Linked DNA regions of Rattus norvegicus: region 2 is linked to region 1. A link is a contact called in public Hi-C data. All regions are on one chromosome and are shown on one strand. Each heading gives the region's core, a stretch centred on a gene start, on an enhancer-like site or on the middle of the called end of the contact. The rest is flanking DNA. Distances are from core to core; before and after follow the strand shown. Region 1 holds the start of Prtg (protogenin). Region 2 overlaps Prtg (protogenin).

The links. Hi-C and Micro-C count contacts between places; a contact is called where the count stands out from the background.
Region 2: a contact with region 1 is called in a Hi-C map of frontal cortex, with 2.4 times the contacts expected there. The contact joins the enhancer-like site here to the promoter of Prtg in region 1. A contact is called at or near these places in 3 of 12 Hi-C or Micro-C datasets (Schwann cells, frontal cortex and prefrontal cortex) and 1 of 1 datasets of contacts at active chromatin or transcription factors (oligodendrocytes).

Annotation. Positions count from the first base shown.
Region 1 is chr8:82,427,038-82,430,848 of GRCr8, reverse strand. It overlaps Prtg (protogenin), which reads right to left and starts at 1,717. Exons shown (of 20, transcript NM_001037651.2): 1 at 1,606-1,717. The coding sequence starts at 1,681.
Region 2 is chr8:82,507,046-82,510,856 of GRCr8, reverse strand. All of the region lies in intron 11 of Prtg (protogenin), which reads right to left. Among named protein-coding and RNA genes, the nearest start is that of Pygo1, 38 kb to the left of the region's middle. Within about 2 kb of position 1,951, at least 30 of the 93 cell types and tissues checked have an H3K27ac peak or open chromatin away from gene starts, as enhancers often do.

The sequences.
Region 1 (3,811 bases), core at 468-2,967:
TTTACAAGCTTGTCAAAAAGATCTTGAACAGGGTTAGGTCATAAAAGTCTAATTTTACAAGAAATCATTAGCAAAACTCCCAACTCTGTGAACAAGCGAGTTTATTTCCTTGTCTCTTGAAGTGTTTTTGGAGAAACCCCCGGCACCTACTCCTTTGGGAAATACGTTTATCTTTAGTGACAAATTACAAGTTTGCATTTTTTTTTTTCCTATCTGCCCTTTTACAGCAGGGATGCTGTCTCCTCTCCTTAAAAAGAAATCCATTTACTTCATTTCTGCCAAGCCAGCTAGGTATTTAAAGGGCACACAATAGACTTTGAAAAGTTGGTAACTCGCCGCTTGTACTCAGTGGGTGATCGGATTAGGAAACCTTTATTTCAATGTTTTAGTGCTACCAACTGTTGGGGAAAAAAATGCGTGACTAATTGGTCCTTACTGTCTAAGAGGGATAGGAGATTGCTTAATCAACCAATACACATTTTTATCAGAGCAGAGGAAATGCTTTATCCAATCATACACAAGCCCTAAAGTCCCCCAGAATAAAGCATTCGTCGCCTCCTGCCGTCGCATGTTGAACTGAGCCAATAAAAAATTAGGGGTCTTGGTGAGAGATTTGTTTTAACACTTCTTCTGGTCAGTTCGAGGCCCTGATTACATATACCTAGCAATGATTCATTTGTTTCTGATCAAGACTGATCCTGAAAACCTCAGAGTCTGAGTCTGCAGACTTCCCCTAAGGTCTGCCCTGGGCGGCTACCCCAACAGCCCCGTGCAGCACGCACTACTCCGGAAGACGCCCATTGTGTTTCTGAGCCGCATCCCACTTTGATCCTTTCTCTTACTAACTGAAACTAACTCCTCCAGGAAAAAAAAAAAAGATAAGAAAGAAAAAAAATGAAAGAAAAGAGGAGGAAGAGAAACCACTGATTGTAACTTACAAATGAATAACTCAAGCCCCTTTCGTCAAAGACCCTCCTTTCCCTAATATATTCACTTTTCATTTTTCTGTCCTTGAAGAAACTGCAGAAAGGGAAATAAATAAATTCATGCAAGTTTGTGCAAGGTTAATCTGGAGGTTTCAGGGACCTCTAGCCGGAACCCCAAAGACCTACATGCAGAAAGTAAGTTCTAGCTAGACACCTTTCTCCCTGGCTCTCTTGGGACACAAATGGGCCATACAACTTTCAAGCTCCTTCTCTTTGCAATTTCATCCTCCCATCTTCTTGCCCAGTTTGGAGCTGCGGAAACGCGGAGCGCCCAGCTCGGCCCGGGTGAGACCTGGAGGAACCCCACTGCAATCCCTGGAAACGGCGCGCAACCGCGGCGCCCCCCTGCGTGGCGAGTCTGCCACTCAGGAAACAATATAAATAAAACCACGTGCGGCCGCGGCCGGGGAGGCAGCGCGGAGCCCCCAGCTGGCTGCAGCTCGGACAATGGCATGAGCAGGGCGAGTGGACAGCGGCTCCAGGGAGACTCGGCCTCGGTCGAGGAGCGCTGAGAGCGCGCATCCCGAGAGAATCCTGGCCGGTCACACCACCCCGGGCATCCCAGCCCGTCCCCCTCCCCGCGCACGGTCGCGCACACTCGCATGGGGAGCGCGCCCACCTGGAACCGAGCCGAGCGGCGGCAGTAGCAGCAACAGCAGCAGGGGCAGCATCCCCGGGCGCACGGGAGGCGCCATTCAGCGGGGCTGCGCGGGCATGCTCCCGGGCTGTTCGCCCGCGCCCGCTGCTCCCGCTGCTCTCCTGGACCCGCAGCTCCTGCTGCAACCCGCTGCTCCGGCGTGGCGAGGCGACGCGCCGCTTGCAGGCGCACGGAGCCCCGCGAGTGCGCCAGGCCGCGGGGACCACGCGCGCCGCGTCCAGCCGGGGGCGGAGGGAGGCTGTAGAGGGCGGCGCAGTGGACAGCCTGGCCGGCCGGGGACTACTTTCTACATCTGGCCCCTGGGCCCCGCACGGCGAGGTCGGAGCTGCTGGCGGAGGGACACGCTGAGATCGCCTGGACGACCCCGGGGACAGGGGGAGGGCCCCGCCGGACAATGCACCTGGGGGTCAAGCCCCCGCCCCTCGGCCTGCGCGCCACGGCCGGCCACCGGGCCACAAAGGCCAATCCTCCTGGCCGCGGCCAGCCCCCCGGGGCCCTTCTCCCTCCTACGGGCCAGTTGAGGATTCTGCACGGAGGAGGGGGTTGGGGTGGAGGGATGGTGTTGAGAGATGTGGAAAGGCCGGAGACTTCTCCCCTGATGGCCCCCTGCCCATCCCCCTGCCTTGTTCACCCGCCCAGGCCCTGTTCAGGGAAGCCCAGTTCCTACTTCTGAGGCTTGTCAGCGCCCCTGGAGGCATCCTATGGCGACAACCCCCACCCCCCAACTACCACCCACATTTGGAGAATGTTCTTATCTTCTCTGGTCTCATCAGATACAGCCGTGGCTTCAAAATCATCTTAGAGAGCCCTAGAATTAGCAGTTACTTTCGGGGAGTGGGGAGACGTTTTAACTCTGCTTCAAGTTAATTAAGTTTTTAATGTGTGAGAACTAAGCGCAGAAAGGGCCCTGTTCTGAGAGCAGAAGCGAGATCAGGGGCTGTGCAGAGCTTGCTGTGCTAGGCCAGACTTTGGTGGGTTACCTGCTTAAAAGTTAGGCTGATGAAAGAAGACACCAACGATGGGAATTTGTTCACAGCTCTTGAAATTAATTAAGGATAACCCAGAGGAGTCGAAACGTACATTTAAAGAGGGCGGGCTAACAGGGGGGGCTACCGTATGGAGCCTACAGAGCCTTTACACGTGGATTAGCGTTTGCTAATCCCGATCTAAATCTTTGGCACATGACGAGGGCACAGGCTAAAAGCTAACTTTAATTAAAGCCGCTGACGGAAATCTAGCTTTTGTCACTAACTGCCTTTAGCAAGTTCCAGGAATCCTCCGGATTGCGTGGGGGGAGGGGGGAGTGGGAGAGAGGAGTGTGGTTTTGGAAATCCATTAGGACTCTCTCACTACTTACCCTAAAATTTAAGAAAAGTCAATCTACTTTGCAATTTCATTTTAACCCTGTGTAAAACAACAGCACCCTTGGCTCTGTTGCGTCCAAACTCGCCTTATAATTTAGATGAGTTCGAACAATTTCTAAACCTCAGAATATAAATTCGTGGAGAAACAAAAAGTAACTACTGACTTTTAATTTACATTTTTGTTTAGGTTGTCTTGAAGCAGGGTCTCACTTTGTAGACCAGACAAACATGGACCTCACTTGTATGTGGTCTAGGCTGGCCTAGCATAGGCTTGAGTCAGTTTTCCCAGACTGGCTAGATTCTTCTTTATTATATGATTTTTTTTTCTTCTCCCTCTGGACTTCCTGTTCTTAGTTCCAGTCGACCCCAAGTATTTCTGTTTCCTGGATAAGATGTGTTACTAAAATGTTTTTATTCCGTTTCAGCCAGGGACCTTTAATGACTTGGGACATGGTGTTGCTTTGAGGAATAGTGTTTGCATGCTAAACCAAGTTGAACGTGTATTTACTGCACCACCGGACAGGAGTAGAGTTCCTCTGACCGTGTATATTATCCACAGTGTTTCAAAAGTTTTCATATGTACCCATTGGCCTCCCGTGATGAACCTGTGAGGTAAATAGAGAAGGCGGGAGGAGGAAAAAAGTTTATTTTATCTCACAGCTAACAGTCCATCACTGAGGGAAGTCAGAGCAGGAACCTGGAGGCAGGAAGCAGAGATCATTGAGGACTACTATTTCCTGGCTGGTCAGAGTGTGTGTGTGTGTGTGTGTGTGTGTGTGTGTGTGTGTGTGTGTGTGTGTGTG
Region 2 (3,811 bases), core at 702-3,201, 80 kb before region 1:
CTTAAGATATTCTGTCACATTGTATGTTTTATTTCGTGTGCATGTGTACATATGTGTAGGTGCACACATGCCACGGTGAACAGCCATGTGGTTCTGGGGTCACACTCAGGCTGTTAGTCTTCCCATCAGATGCTTTAACCACTGAGCCATCTTGCCAGCTTCTGCTTTCGTGGGGAATACACCAAAGGAGATACTAAATAAAAACCCACGTTCTTGTACATGTGGTGGTGCACACACTTAATCCCAGCACCCAGGAGGCAGAGGCGGAGGCAGACAGAACTCTGAAGCTGGAGAGCCTGCTCTACAAGGCACATTCCATGCCGGCCAGGGCCACACAGTGAGACCATGACTCAAACTGAAACAAAATACGCACAGACATTCTATAGGAGTTACTAGTTATATAGATCCAAGCAAGTTCCTCTCCGTCTAAACCTTACTTATTTCCACTAGGAAGATGGAGATACAAGGGGACCTCACCGATAGACATTATATGATTATCAAGTGAAATTAGCCTGTTAGAACACTCTGCACTCCCTGGGAATTGATGAACACACAGCCTGCTACTGCTGCTAGGTGAGGGAAGTGACAAGAAAGAGAGAAGGTGGTCCCTGCACTGCAAACGGAAACAGGGTGGGCACAAAGCCTCAGCTCGGTTTATCACAAATCATCTTTCGGGGTGTTTAAAGACCGAAGACATCTGCTTATATAAAGCTGGTCCAGAGTCCAGGATAGCAGGAAATTAGCAAGGAGCAAATCCTCAAGCTGAGCTCAATTCACTGCCCTCATCAGCTTTCCCTGGCACGCAGGGCAGGTAACAGTTCCCTGCTGTGTCTGACATGCATGTAAGAGTAAGAAGTGTAAGAAGGTCAACAGGAAGAGCGTGGCTTTCCCACTCTCCCAAATGAGTCATGGCAGCTCTCATTTAACAGCCCTGAAGACAATAAACGAGTTGGAAAGCAAGCCAGTGGATGTGTTCCCAACTAAAGAAAGGCAAAGTATTTCATAAGAGGGGAAGCATTTGAGGGTTAGCACTAGAAACAGCAAGCAGATGGACCCCAGATTAATCCAATCTGTTAGCTATATCCGGATTTTAGAATTAGTTAATTGTATTCAAGTTAGAAGAAAAGCAGAGGCCAATAGAGTGCTAGTTTCTACAATAGCAAAACTGTCATAAGCCGGTACTCGGTGGGACTAATTCCACTCAGTCCAATACCACCTTAATGAAATATGACTTAACAATAATGGAGTGCTAACACATCTCTTTTCCCCTTTAATTTGTATCCTATTTTATTCATGTGTCTGTGTATGGGTATAAGTGGATTTGTGCATGTATCCTTGGAAACCATTAGTGGGTATTAGCTCTCCTAGAGCTGGAGTTACAGGTAAGGTTGTGAAGCACACAGCGTGGTTGCTGGGAGCCAAACTAACTTGGATTCTCTGACATGCAGGCGAGCTCTTTTTTTTTTTTTTTTTTTTTTTTTTGGTTCTTTTTTTCGGAGCTGGGGACCGAACCCAGGGCCTTGCGCTTCCTAGGTAAGCGCTCTACCACTGAGCTAAATCCCCAGCCCTTTTTTTTTTTTTTTTTGGTTCTTTTTTTTTTTTTTTCCCCCGGAGCTGGGGACCGAACCCAGGGCCTTGAGCTTCCTAGGCAAGCGCTCTGCCACTGAGCCAAATCCCCAACCCTGCAGGCGAGCTCTTAACTGCTGGACTGTGTCTCTGGAACAACAACTGCATTATTACATTATCTATTAAAGATTTTGGTACCATATGCCCATTTTTTCACTGTGGCGTGCCCCGCTAAAATGCTTGCCTTTCTCCAGTTTTATTAGAAAAACCTGCAACTTTCTCGTAGCACCACTAGGTGGCGCGTGCATGTGAGTCCACCAGGAGAGTGATGCTGGCTCTGTACTGGAATGGGAGGGACTCAGACACCAACTGATTTTAACAGGCCAATGAAAGAAGGTCCAACGGAATTCAGCTGCTGAGTAAATTTCACCAAACCACAGTCTGAATTAACTATCAAGGAGTAAAACATAAAGGCTGGGGGCTAGAGAGATGGCTCAGCGGTTAAGATCACTGCTCTTTCAGAGAACCTAAACTTTTGTATCCAACACCCACATTGGTAGTTCCCAATCATAACTCCAGCTCCAGGGGATCCAATCCCTCCTTCTTTTTTTTTTTTTTTTTTTTTTTGGTCTCTGCAAGTATCTGTGCATATGTGTATGTACGCAACACACACACACACACACACACACACACACACACACACACGAGTCCAGGATTAAGCCTATATAAATTTGGATCATGGTATCACCTATAAAGGGATTAAAAGTGTTTATACTGTAAAATATTCAGAAAAACACTTGGCTTGTGCTGGCTGCTATACAGCAAACGTGCAGGGTAGAGAAACAGCTTGGGCACTGGGGATTCGGGTTCAGGCCTAAGTGGCACTGTTGCTGTGGGAGTCGCTGTTTCCTCCTCAGCACCGTCTGCAAGGTTAGAACACCAGATATTAAGGAATTGTGACAACAGTAGAAAGAGATACCATGCAAGATAAGCCTAACTGATGCAAAGTCATTTGCTAAAGCTCGGACAGTATTTACAAGTGGGAACAACTAGTTCTAATTCTAATTCAGCACAAAGAGGCATCAGAGAGGTGGCATTTGAGAAGCTGCCCCTTAGAAGACGTGGGAAGGAGAGGGCCAGGAGATGAGTGTGGACCAGTGATGCAGGAGGACAGGTTTGCTGTAGTGAGGTTAAATGAGAGATGGTCAGGCTGGGGACAGACCGGGGAGAGCGGCGAGCAGCCAGGCTGGGCATTGCAAACTGTATTGTAAACACACACAAGGTGGCCGGCTACATGGGCTTGTTGAGAAGCACTGAGAGGCAGCTAGAAATCTCCCTATTTCACCCTGGGGTAACCAACACAAATGGAAGAGGACTCGGGTGGCAAAGGGCTGCTGACTTTCAACTTCTAGGCTAGGCATCCCTGCCACAGCTGCCTCAGCCCTGTCTCCAGGCTAATCTGATAATCTGATGGGAGCACTTTCTCAATTAAGGGCTTTTTTCCCTCTCAGATTGAAGTTAAAACAAACAAACACCTAACTAGCACAAAAAGTCAGGAATAAAATACTTTAAGGAGAAAACATTTAGGGCCATGCACTGGGGACAGGAGATGGTGATTCCAGCCTGGGATGCACAACTGATACCTTGTCTCAAGAGTAAAAGAAAAAAAATGAATAATTTTTTTGTTTGTACGTTTGATTTTTTGTTTTTGTTTGTTTGTTTTTTAAGAAAGTATATCTGTGCTGCCCAGACTGTCCTGGAACTCTCTTTGGAGACTAAGCTGGCCTTGAGCTCACAGAGATTCCCCTGCCTCTCTGCCTCCTGAGTGCTGGAACTAAAGATGTGCACTACCACAGCCAGCTCTCCACTAAACGGTTTTTAACAATCCCAGTTCTGTGAGTTCTGATCATCGGTCTATTTTTGCACTTTATTTAAACCTACAAAATGCAAACTGTAGCAGGCTGGCTTAGTAGGAAGTTTTCACTCTATATTTCTCCCAAACACCACCAAGTTCCCTCCCCACCCCCACCCCGGGATGGCCAAAGTACTGATGGGCACCCGGCTCAAACCGCATGAACGGTGCAGCAAGGCCAACCCTTTGGCTTGCATCCTGGAAAACCCACACCAGAAAACAATTATTGACGAAGCCCTGGGCTGCGGACCAAAGATACAGATAAGCCAGGGTTAGGAAGCCAGCCTTTGTTTCCTGCGCTGGCTGCTTGTTCATGAGGCCTCAGGATCTTCC